2 separate regions of the Mus musculus genome follow, and region 2 is linked to region 1. The links are chromatin contacts, called in public Micro-C maps. All regions are on one chromosome and are shown on one strand. The core of a region is the stretch at or near the end of the contact, and the rest is flanking DNA. Distances in the headings are between cores, read along the strand shown.

Region 1 (4,893 bases), core at 1,455-3,954:
CTGTAACTAAACAACTGGAAACACAACCATGAGAGCTTTGCTCTCTAGTCCTCTGAGTAGTCCTCTGCTGTGCTGCCCCCTAGCTCAGTGAAGTGTGGGGATGCAGCAGGGCTTTGACACATGGACTTTAAGAGTCTTGATGCCTGATTTGGATCTAGAATCGGGTTTGTTTGGGGTTTTTTTTTGTTTTTTGTTTTTTATGCCCCTTGCCCCCATAATTCTCTATATGTGTGTGAAGGAACCAAATTCTCAACTGTGGAATCTGGAGGGATATTAGGTCAGCTATTTAAAGTCTTACAAGATAATAGACTATCTAGGAGACTTTATAGTGACATTCAGTAAGCTACATGTATCTAAATATAAATGCTTTAATTTATGTGCACACTCATGAAAGCTGTCACAACATGAAGAGCAAACCCATCAGTCCCAGAATCACCTGAAGCCTGGTTCTTAGGCAGCAATTAATTGCTTTCATTTGCCAACAATACTTTGGATTTGCTAGACTTTAAAGCAGCACCACACAGAGTGTTCTCTCTGTTGTCTAGCATCTTTCAATCAGTGCGATCAGCTGGAGATTTAACCATGTCTTAAGTGCAGATAATTGCCAGATAAAGGCTTCTCTGTTTGTGGACAAGTAGTTTTATGGACATCTATTTTGACTTTTTCTTGGGTGGCTACCTCTGATGACCAGGTCATATAGCAGGTGTTTCTCAAAAAATGCCAGCTCACTTCCAAAAGAAGTCATACTTTTTTAAAAGGTTGTTTGTTTGATTATTTGTTTGTTTATTTGTTTGTTTGTTTGTTGAGACAAGATCTAGCAGTGTAGAGACCATGAAGGTCTCAACTGGATCTTGTGACAATCCTCCTGCCTCAGCCTCTCAAATTTGGGATTATAGATGTGTGCCACCATGCTTGGCTCCTTCTCATCTTTTTTTTTTTGTGCCCTCTCCAATACCACATAGGAGTCCACTGCCTTTGCCTATGCTAGCCAGCCTTGTACTCAGGCATGGGCAGTGTCTCTGTGGCTCTCCCTTACATCCACTACTGGCTGCCAAGTTGTCATCTGTGCATCTTAAATGATAGTCTAGTCAAGTCTCTGCCCATTTTATTATTTCACTGTACACTTGTTCTCTCCTTCTATGGCCTGTCTTCTTTCTCTGGAGAATGTCTCTGAAGGAGAGGTTTTTGTTTCAGTGAGGCTAAAGTTCAGTTTCTGGCAGTGACCCTTTCTGTACAATCTTTTCCTGCTCCAAGAGCACAGGAGTTATATCTTCTACAAGTTTAGAGTTTCGCATTTAAGCCTCTACTCCAGTTCTATATATAACTTGCTGAAATATCACCTTTACTAACCTTTGAACCTTTTTTGAAATCACTTGTTCAAGTACACGTCAGTTCTTGACTCTTCCGTCCACTGACCTAAGTCTGTTTCACTCTAGTCTCACCCTGTCCTGGTTCCTGCTGCCCTACAAGTCTCCCTGTCTAGAGTCATGTGCACTGATCCATATGTTTTAATAGGGAGTTTAGAATCAGTGTTATCAGGCTTCACAAAGGAGCCTGCAGAGACATTGATTGGTTCCGTATTGACTACATCGGTTTGGGACAGTTGGTTTCTTAATGTTAAGCCTCTGATTTCTACAGGCAGTTTTCTGGTTTTCAGTGTTGCAGATCTCGGGCGAAGGTGGTTTTGAATATTTCACAGTTTTGTGCTGTTCTAAATAGTTTTTGTTTGTTGCTAGTACATAAGAAGACAAATAGTTTTATATCCACCTTTATCCTGAAGTCTTATGAAATCCACTTACTTTTTGGTAGCCTTCTGAAGATTCTATTGAACATCTTGAAGATTCTATTAAACATCTGAACATTATTTTCCAAAAATACTTTTTCTATTACAAAATTCTAGGCCAAAAGCTTTTCCCTCCAGGCTTCAGTGTTGAGCCCCACTTCGTCTTGTTTTGTAGGAGCCGCTGTCTCCGTATCCTTCTCCTCTGGGGCAGTGTGCTATCTTGTCTCTCGGGGTTGTTGTAAGGTCTTTATCTTTCTGCTGCTTTTAGGCAGTGTGAGTAACAGATGCCTTGTCACAGTCCACCCAGGTTTCTTGTGCTTGGAGTTTGTTGATATAGTAGGGCGATGGTACTGTTGATATTGGAAAAATTTCAGCCATTGTTTTCTCCAATCTTGTCTGTCTGCTTTTTTCCTTTGGCTTCTATTACCACGCATTGACCCTGAACTTGTCCTCTGTCTCAGCCGTTGCTCTGTGGTTGCACTCTCCAGTGTCTTGGTGTGTTTACCTCATGTGTTAGCCTCCGTTCCTGTGTTCGGTGGATAGTACAGTGACTGCGCTTACTTCATTTGTCTGCTAGTTCTACTGTCTTGTCAGTTCTGCATTGCTCTTATTGCTTTCCTCTTCATCTTGTCTTACAGCGTTTTTCTGCTGCTCATCTGCCTTCCAGATAGGAATTTTACCTATCTAGGTAGTAAATATTTTTTTAATACTGTAAATAATCAAGCTTTGTTTTAAAATACGGTTTTCTTACTTAGAAGGACTGTTTGGGGGTCCTTTTACAGTTTGTTAGGAGACCCAGAGCAAAGTTTAGTTTCCTGTTACTCATTTCCCACTGATGAGACAAACTCCTTCAAGGTGCTGTACTTCGTGCCTCTAGAGTTGGAAGCACACTGATGCCCTCTGTGGCCTTTGTATGCATCTCTCGGAGCTTCAGCCTCCTGGCATCTGCCCACACTGGCTGGCTCTAGTGCTCAGTGAAGGGCCTGCTGTCTCTTGGCGCTTCTCTCTGTTGCTCTGTGCTGTGCAGAGTTCTGCCCTCTGAACTCTAGCCACCTTGGCCTCAGCAGTTTCTTCAACAGCCAGCCAGGCCTCCGAGGTCCCCTACTTCTTTTTCCGAGTCCTGGAAACTCACAGCTGACTTGCACCCACGGGCTCACTTTGCTTCTCACCCCTGGGAGTCACACCATGTCTGATGTCCAGTGCTTTATATCAGCCCCACCTAACACCACTCTTCTGGACATTGTGTCCTGTGTTAGTTGTTTTTAGTGGGAAGATAAACCTGGTTCCTGTTGGTCAGAAGCAGAATTTGACTGCTTTCAAATTGTGATGTTTTATGTACAGAAAAGCCCATCTTGGAAACCATCCCTGGGGAACCCCAAATCAACCAAATAATGTCTGCCAACTCTAAATTTCACATCTAGTTTTTGGAATAAGTTTCTTGTTTTTGTACAAAAGCCAAAGCACAGTTGATACGCTGGTTGTTTAGCCCTAGATTTCAGTGAGCGACGAGAAAACAGCATTGCCTTTTCCTTTTGTAGTGTGTTTCTAGCTCAAACGTGGTGTTTAAGCTTCCGAAATAGTATTGATGAGAGAAATCCCCTTGCAAAATCTCTTAAGAAATCATGTGTGTGTCTGTGTCAGAAGTTACTCTGCATTTGTGTCACTTCCAGTCTTAAACTCAGATGTTCCATCCCTATACAGTTTCCTTAAATCTTCTTGGTTTTGAACCAAAGGACATTTTATCAGACTTTTGATTTTAATAACGTGTCAAAATTCTTTTCTCTTGTTGAATGTGGTGGCACACACCTTTAATTCCAGCACTTGAAGAGGCAGAGTCAGACAGAGCTCTGTGAGTTCAAAGCCAGCCTGGTCTATATAGCAAGTTCTATGGGCTGCTTAGAGACCCTACCTTTAAAAAATGACCTTAATTACTCAGAATAATAATTAGTAATACCTTTCTGCTAAATGTGCAGTGGTTTCCACTTAAATTAAAAATAAATGTTTAAACGTTGCACATTTTACCCTAACTCTCCCACTGGTGAGAGGGAGCTTCCCTTAGGACACATAAGGAATTCTTATTGAGGAAAACTTATTTGGGTGCAGAAGTAAGAACTGAAGATTTTAGCTGGTGGTAGCAAACAAGGTGAAGGAACTAGGTATCTTTCTACCAGAGATGAGTTAGATACTCTGCAGCAGGTGTATGGGAGCATGCCACAGTCCCAGCCCTGAGCAGGCTGGAGCAGGAGGATGGCAAGCCACCGAGAAGAGAAAAGAAAGACTACGCTTACATACACTGGTACACAGTGGTTTCTAAGACGTGGGTACAAGGTCAGCGAGAACGTACTCACTTGCTCGTTTCCCACACATTGACAACTTCAGTCATTCCTGGTGAAATACGTAGGCAACCAGTTGATCCTGGAAGAGAGAATTAAAGGTTGGAGTGAAGAGAAAGATTAATTTTTCATTGCACATTTCTATGTTGTTTGCATTTTTAAAGCCATGTACTTTTCAAAAAACCTGATTTTTTAGAAAAAGAAAAAAAGGAAAAACTTGTTTTGCTTGGACTTCCCTGACAGGAGTGATCGACACAGGAACTGCCCCATTTGTCGCCTACAGATGACTGGAGCAAATGAATCATGGGTGGTGTCAGATGCACCCACTGAAGATGACATGGCTAACTATATTCTTAACATGGCTGATGAGGCAGGCCAGCCCCACAGGCCATGACTTGGGGAAGACTTTCTGTTGTTATTCTGAACTACAAATACACTGTTGTCGTAGAGGAGAAGGGGGGGATATTGTGGCACACACAGAAATATCAGTTTTCCCACCCTCTTATTTTTGCTATTCTGGTATGTCCCGTTCTTAAATAAACTCCCATGTCTTCCATGTATGGTGGGCTACAGTTTGCTACTGTTTAGCCATATTTCCCACAGTCCACCTATTCTATGTTGCTCTTGAGCCCTTTGCTACAGATAGCAGCAATACTTGACACTACTGCTTTTCAGGGAGGGAGGGACTGTTCTGGCATCTTTTTAGTAGGTTTAAGTTTTAGAGTGTTGACAGTTGTAGCCATCTGAGATAAATGACTGAAACTAATGTCTCAGTTG
Region 2 (4,583 bases), core at 1,571-4,070, 360 kb before region 1:
TAGAGACCACCAGAGCCAGAGCCAGTTCAAGGGTTGAGGGCAGCCTCTGCTCTATAAAGTTCTGCCTTGGAGACTGCAGGGAGTCAGCTGTCTGAAAGATTTAGACTGAGTTGGAGGGACACCATGTGGCCACAACTAGTATGACATTAAGCCTGAGACCTTTCTGTAGTAGTGTAAATACTATGACATTAGGGATACATCAAGAGGAAAAGCTAACATTGACACTTAACTATCTAACACCACCATTTTTATTTCTAATCCTTTCCTTCAATGTTCGCTGACGATTGCAACCACACACATGGAATGTGCCTTCCTTTCCGGTGGCATCTGACCCTCAGCATGTTCCACCCTCAGTCAAGGCTTTCACCACCACTCTCCCCAGAGCTGGTCAGTGCTTGGTAAATTCTAGTGTTCTCAAGTGGCAAGTGGGGCATTGAACCACTGGAGCGGCGTGGTGACTTAGAGCACCATCACCAAGTGGTACAGACAGGTTAAGCCATGGCCGTGCTGCTCATGGACTGTGGGGTCTGAACTTCCCTGAATCCCATTCTCCATTTCTGTCTAGTGGATGGAGGCGGTGAAACTATTTCCAAGGTTGCTAAGAGCTGAAGGAGACAGTGTCTGAGGAAATGTGCCTAGCACAGCGCCTGACCACAGCCCTGACACAGGCACCCCTTCAGGACAGGATTCCTGGACAGGAAGGGATCCCTGGAGCCACACACGCCTACGAGCTGGCTGAAAGCTGAAAAAATCAAATAAGGCAGGTCAGACAGGTAGGTCTAGAAGCTTACAGTACAAGTAAGATTTCAAGCAGGCCCTTTTGCCTCTTCTTGCCAGAACCATGAGCTATTTGTGCCTATCGCTCCTCCCAGCTACAGGAGAGACCAGCTTCCTCACTGCCTCCTCAAAACCAAGGCACTGAGAATCAAGTTAACCAAGACATCTCACACACATACACATGCAAACACATGCACGTACATATGTACTACACATACATTGTTTACACATACATGAATACACACATTTATACACACATACATCCACATATCTACATACATGTATACACATACAAATTCTCATACACACTGGAGCATCATGAGGGATCTGACTGAGGTAACTCTGCCCAGAAAGTTTCTTTAGGAATCACCTGACTCTGAGTGGACCCTAAGGAGCAAAATAAAACAGGGAAGAAAAAGCCAGACCCACATGAGGGTTCTCCCAGAGTCACCCTCCGGAGAGTCGGGCGGCACTTGGTGCAGAAGCCTTTTCGATGACCCTGTGTTGGCCACACTGTGAATTAAAATCGCTCCCTCCCCCTGCTCTCCAGTCCATGTCTTTTTGTATAAGGAGTAGGCACAGGGAGAAATAAGGCTCGTGAGCCACCAACTGTGACGGCTTTCCAGGTTTTCTCAGTGTAAGAATAGTGCAATGGTCAGCTACAGTAGGGACAGACCTGTGCCATCAGGGAAGGTGTCCCAGAGGGAGTGTCCTTTGGCCAAGGTGATATAGAAGGGTCAAATTAAAGGCTGCACACTGATAAAGCTGTTTATTGCCATCCATCCAGCTGACCACCAGAAGGCCTAAACTAGGACAAGTCTATGGATCAAGTGGGAACAACTTCATCAGAAATCTCTGAGGAGTTAAACAAAGCACACACACACACACACACACACACACACACACACACACACCGTCTCCTCCTTATCTATCACTTGGGCTTTGTGCAGAGGCCCAAGCAGGTCTAAGGAAACCCCAGAAGCTGAGTGTTTAGTGAGCTTTGCCCACAGTCCCAAGCTTACACAAAACCAGCCTCTGCCACAATCACCCCAACAGTCTCCCCTAAACTCCTCCTTGCCGTTTCCACCTCCTCAGCCCAGAAGGTTCAGCTCCTGCTCTGCAAACACCTCCTCCTCCTTCACAACCCAGTTGCTCAGACGTTGCAAGGAAAACCCTTTCAGGATGGTCCCTCCATACCAGTGAGCAATTAGCTTTCTACAAACCACTTCATTAACCCTCTAAATAAGACCTACCGAAGGGTTTTCCTACTAAACTTGATGTTACAGACAAGCAAACCAAGACACGGGCAGTGAAGAAGACACAGCTAAGCCCTATGCTGCTGGGAAGTCTTTCTATCAGCAGGTCTGCTCAGAGCAGGAGACAGACACAGTGCTAATGCCGGGGCCCTGGAGGGCTAGCTCAGGGTACAAAATATTGTAGCCTCTCAGTAAGCATATGAATAAAGAAGGCAAGCAAATATGCCTCTTTCCATCTGTTCTCAGCTAGAACCCAGCCACAAGCACCCTCTCCTCTGGCTCTGCTCTCGATTCCCCCCACCCCACCCCCAACCCCCGTGTCTCCTGCCTCTCCTTCACCAAGGCCTATATCCCCTTCCTCAAATCCAGCCACCTAGTGGTCAAGCCCTGAAGCCCCTACCCTGATGCTCACCATGCAACAGAGAACACCCTCCCCACCCCACTCCTGGCCCCTCCATGTGGTATTAGCTGAAGGAGTTGCCAGGCCTCTGGAGCCATCTCTTTTCTGGGACTGGGCCAAGCCTCTCCTCACATCTCTGCCTGCTCCCTCAGTGCCTCTGGTCCTGCTCTTGATTCTTCTCTTCACTCCCTTCCCATTCTTCTTCCTACTTGTCCCCTCCTCCCCAGCCCTCTGCCCAGGTCCCCTCTCCCTTTCTCTCTCACCTCCTCCCTCCATTCTACCCCTGGCCTCTCTAGTTTTTCCCCTCTCTGCCTTCCCAGACCTCCCACTCTCTCTTCCGTGCAGCCAGCCTTGGCCTCTCTCCAAAGGAGGTCAGCTGACTGCCCTGCTCTTGGGAGCTTGCGTCAGACCCAGCAGACCTTGGGGCCCTTTCCTTGGACCTCTAGAGGCCTCATTACAGCCTCCAGGCCTCCTACTACCAGCATCAGAGCCCTCCCCTCCCTAGGGGACATGTCCCCAAGCTCTCTGGGCCCCTCGCCTCCATCTTGACGCTATCAGGAATGAACACAACACAGGATGCTCTCTGTGAGCCCTGGGGGTGGGTTCCAGAAGAGGCCCAGCACCCGTACCTTATCAGAGTTTACTCCCATTTTTATTTCCCTTGAATCTTAAATGCGATTACTCTGTGTGCCAGACATGTAATCTCTGTCTTCCAGGAGCTGGTGGGAAAGAAACACTAAGCTGTAAAGTGGTAGATAAAATAGAGGGATTCACAGAAATGGGTCATTTGTCTGGCATGGTAACATGTGCCTTTAATTCCAACACTAGGGAGAGAGAGACAGGAGGATTTCTCTGAGTTCTAGTCCCACCACAACTACATAGTAAAACCAGGTTTGGTTTGGGGGGGCCAAGGATGGGGATCAACACTGGAGAGATGGCTAAGCAGTCTAGAGCAATTGCTGCTCTTTTGGAGGACCCAGGTTCAGTTCTCAGTGCCCACATCTGGCACCCTCTTCTGGCTTTGTCAAGTACCAGGCATATACACATGCAAACAAGCAGGGAAAAATACTCCGTTGTACAAAATGTAAATACACAAATAAATATAAATACTCAAATAAATAAATACACAAATAAATGGTTTTCTTTTTAAAAAAAAAAACTACATTTCTGAGTAAGTAGTTCAGTTAATATTTAACTCAGAATTTTCCCCAGCATCCCAGCATGACAGATGATGGGCTTATATATACTGTCAGCCCACTATTTCATTCTAATATTCAATCAACCTTTAAAAGGGCTCATGTAGCCCAAACTAGCCTGAAACTCACTATGTAGCCCAGGCTGGCCTAGAATTTCTGATTGGCCTTCCTGTGTCTCTCGAGTGCTGAGATTCCAGTCATGAGCCACCACACCTAGGTTATGTGGCACAAGAGACTCAGTCCCAGGACTCTGTGTACACTGCACAAGCACTCTACAGGCTGAACTACATCCCTAGCCTGAATTTCCAGTTTCGTGATAAGACATCACTTTTGCTTTCTTTCCATGAATAACAGAGGCTAGATCTGGAACCTGGCTTTTTTCCCTGGTACTAGGTTATTGAACCCAGGGTCTTGTGTGTGTGCACTAGGCAAGTACTCTACCAGCTAAGCTAACCTCTGCAGAGCTAGCCTACAGAACTGCTCAATTGCTACCAGCTAAGCTAGCCACTACAGAGCTAGCCTACAGAGCTGCTCAATTGCTACCAGCTAAGCTAGCCACTACAGAGCTAGCCTATAGAGCTGCTCAGTTGCTGACTCTTTCCAGTTCTACCAGTCACTACAGTACCACTTACCTGGGCAGTGTCAGAGGCAGCTCTGTTAGTAAGCAAGCAAATGTTAGATTAGCTGATGGCTTGCAGCTGCTCTATCAAAACCGCTGTGTTTTCCTCAGTGAAATTTCTGTCTGAATGACTCCATTTATGTAGCAGAAACAAGCTAATATCCTATAGATGCTGTTCATTTCCTTCTTTACTGAGAGGATACAGCCAGGGACTTGCTTTCATGGAGTGTCGTGTGTCCTTACCAGGTGTCCCCACACCCAAGTCTCCCTCCCAAATGTTCTTGTTCCCCAGGTACTTGTGTTCTGAGAACATTTGAGGTATACTCCTGCCTCAA

What was found. A called contact is a pair of places that touch in the nucleus more often than the background predicts.
Region 2: a Micro-C map of the G1E-ER4 cell line shows a contact between it and region 1, with 4 times the contacts expected there. The contact joins two enhancer-like sites. A contact is called at or near these places in 2 of 484 Hi-C or Micro-C datasets (the G1E-ER4 cell line and the HL-1 cell line).

Annotation. Positions count from the first base shown.
Region 1 is chr7:110,816,317-110,821,209 of GRCm38.p6, reverse strand. It overlaps Rnf141 (ring finger protein 141), which reads left to right. Exons shown (of 6, transcript NM_025999.3): 6 at 4,360-4,675. The coding sequence ends at 4,510. Among named protein-coding and RNA genes, the nearest start is that of Rnf141, 26 kb to the left of the region's middle. Within about 2 kb of position 2,704, at least 41 of the 459 cell types and tissues checked have an H3K27ac peak or open chromatin away from gene starts, as enhancers often do. A contact at or near this core is called in the G1E-ER4 cell line, where this site is marked.
Region 2 is chr7:111,178,023-111,182,605 of GRCm38.p6, reverse strand. No RefSeq gene overlaps it. Among named protein-coding and RNA genes, the nearest start is that of Gm33098, 30 kb to the left of the region's middle. Within about 2 kb of position 2,820, at least 101 of the 459 cell types and tissues checked have an H3K27ac peak or open chromatin away from gene starts, as enhancers often do. A contact at or near this core is called in the G1E-ER4 cell line, where this site is marked.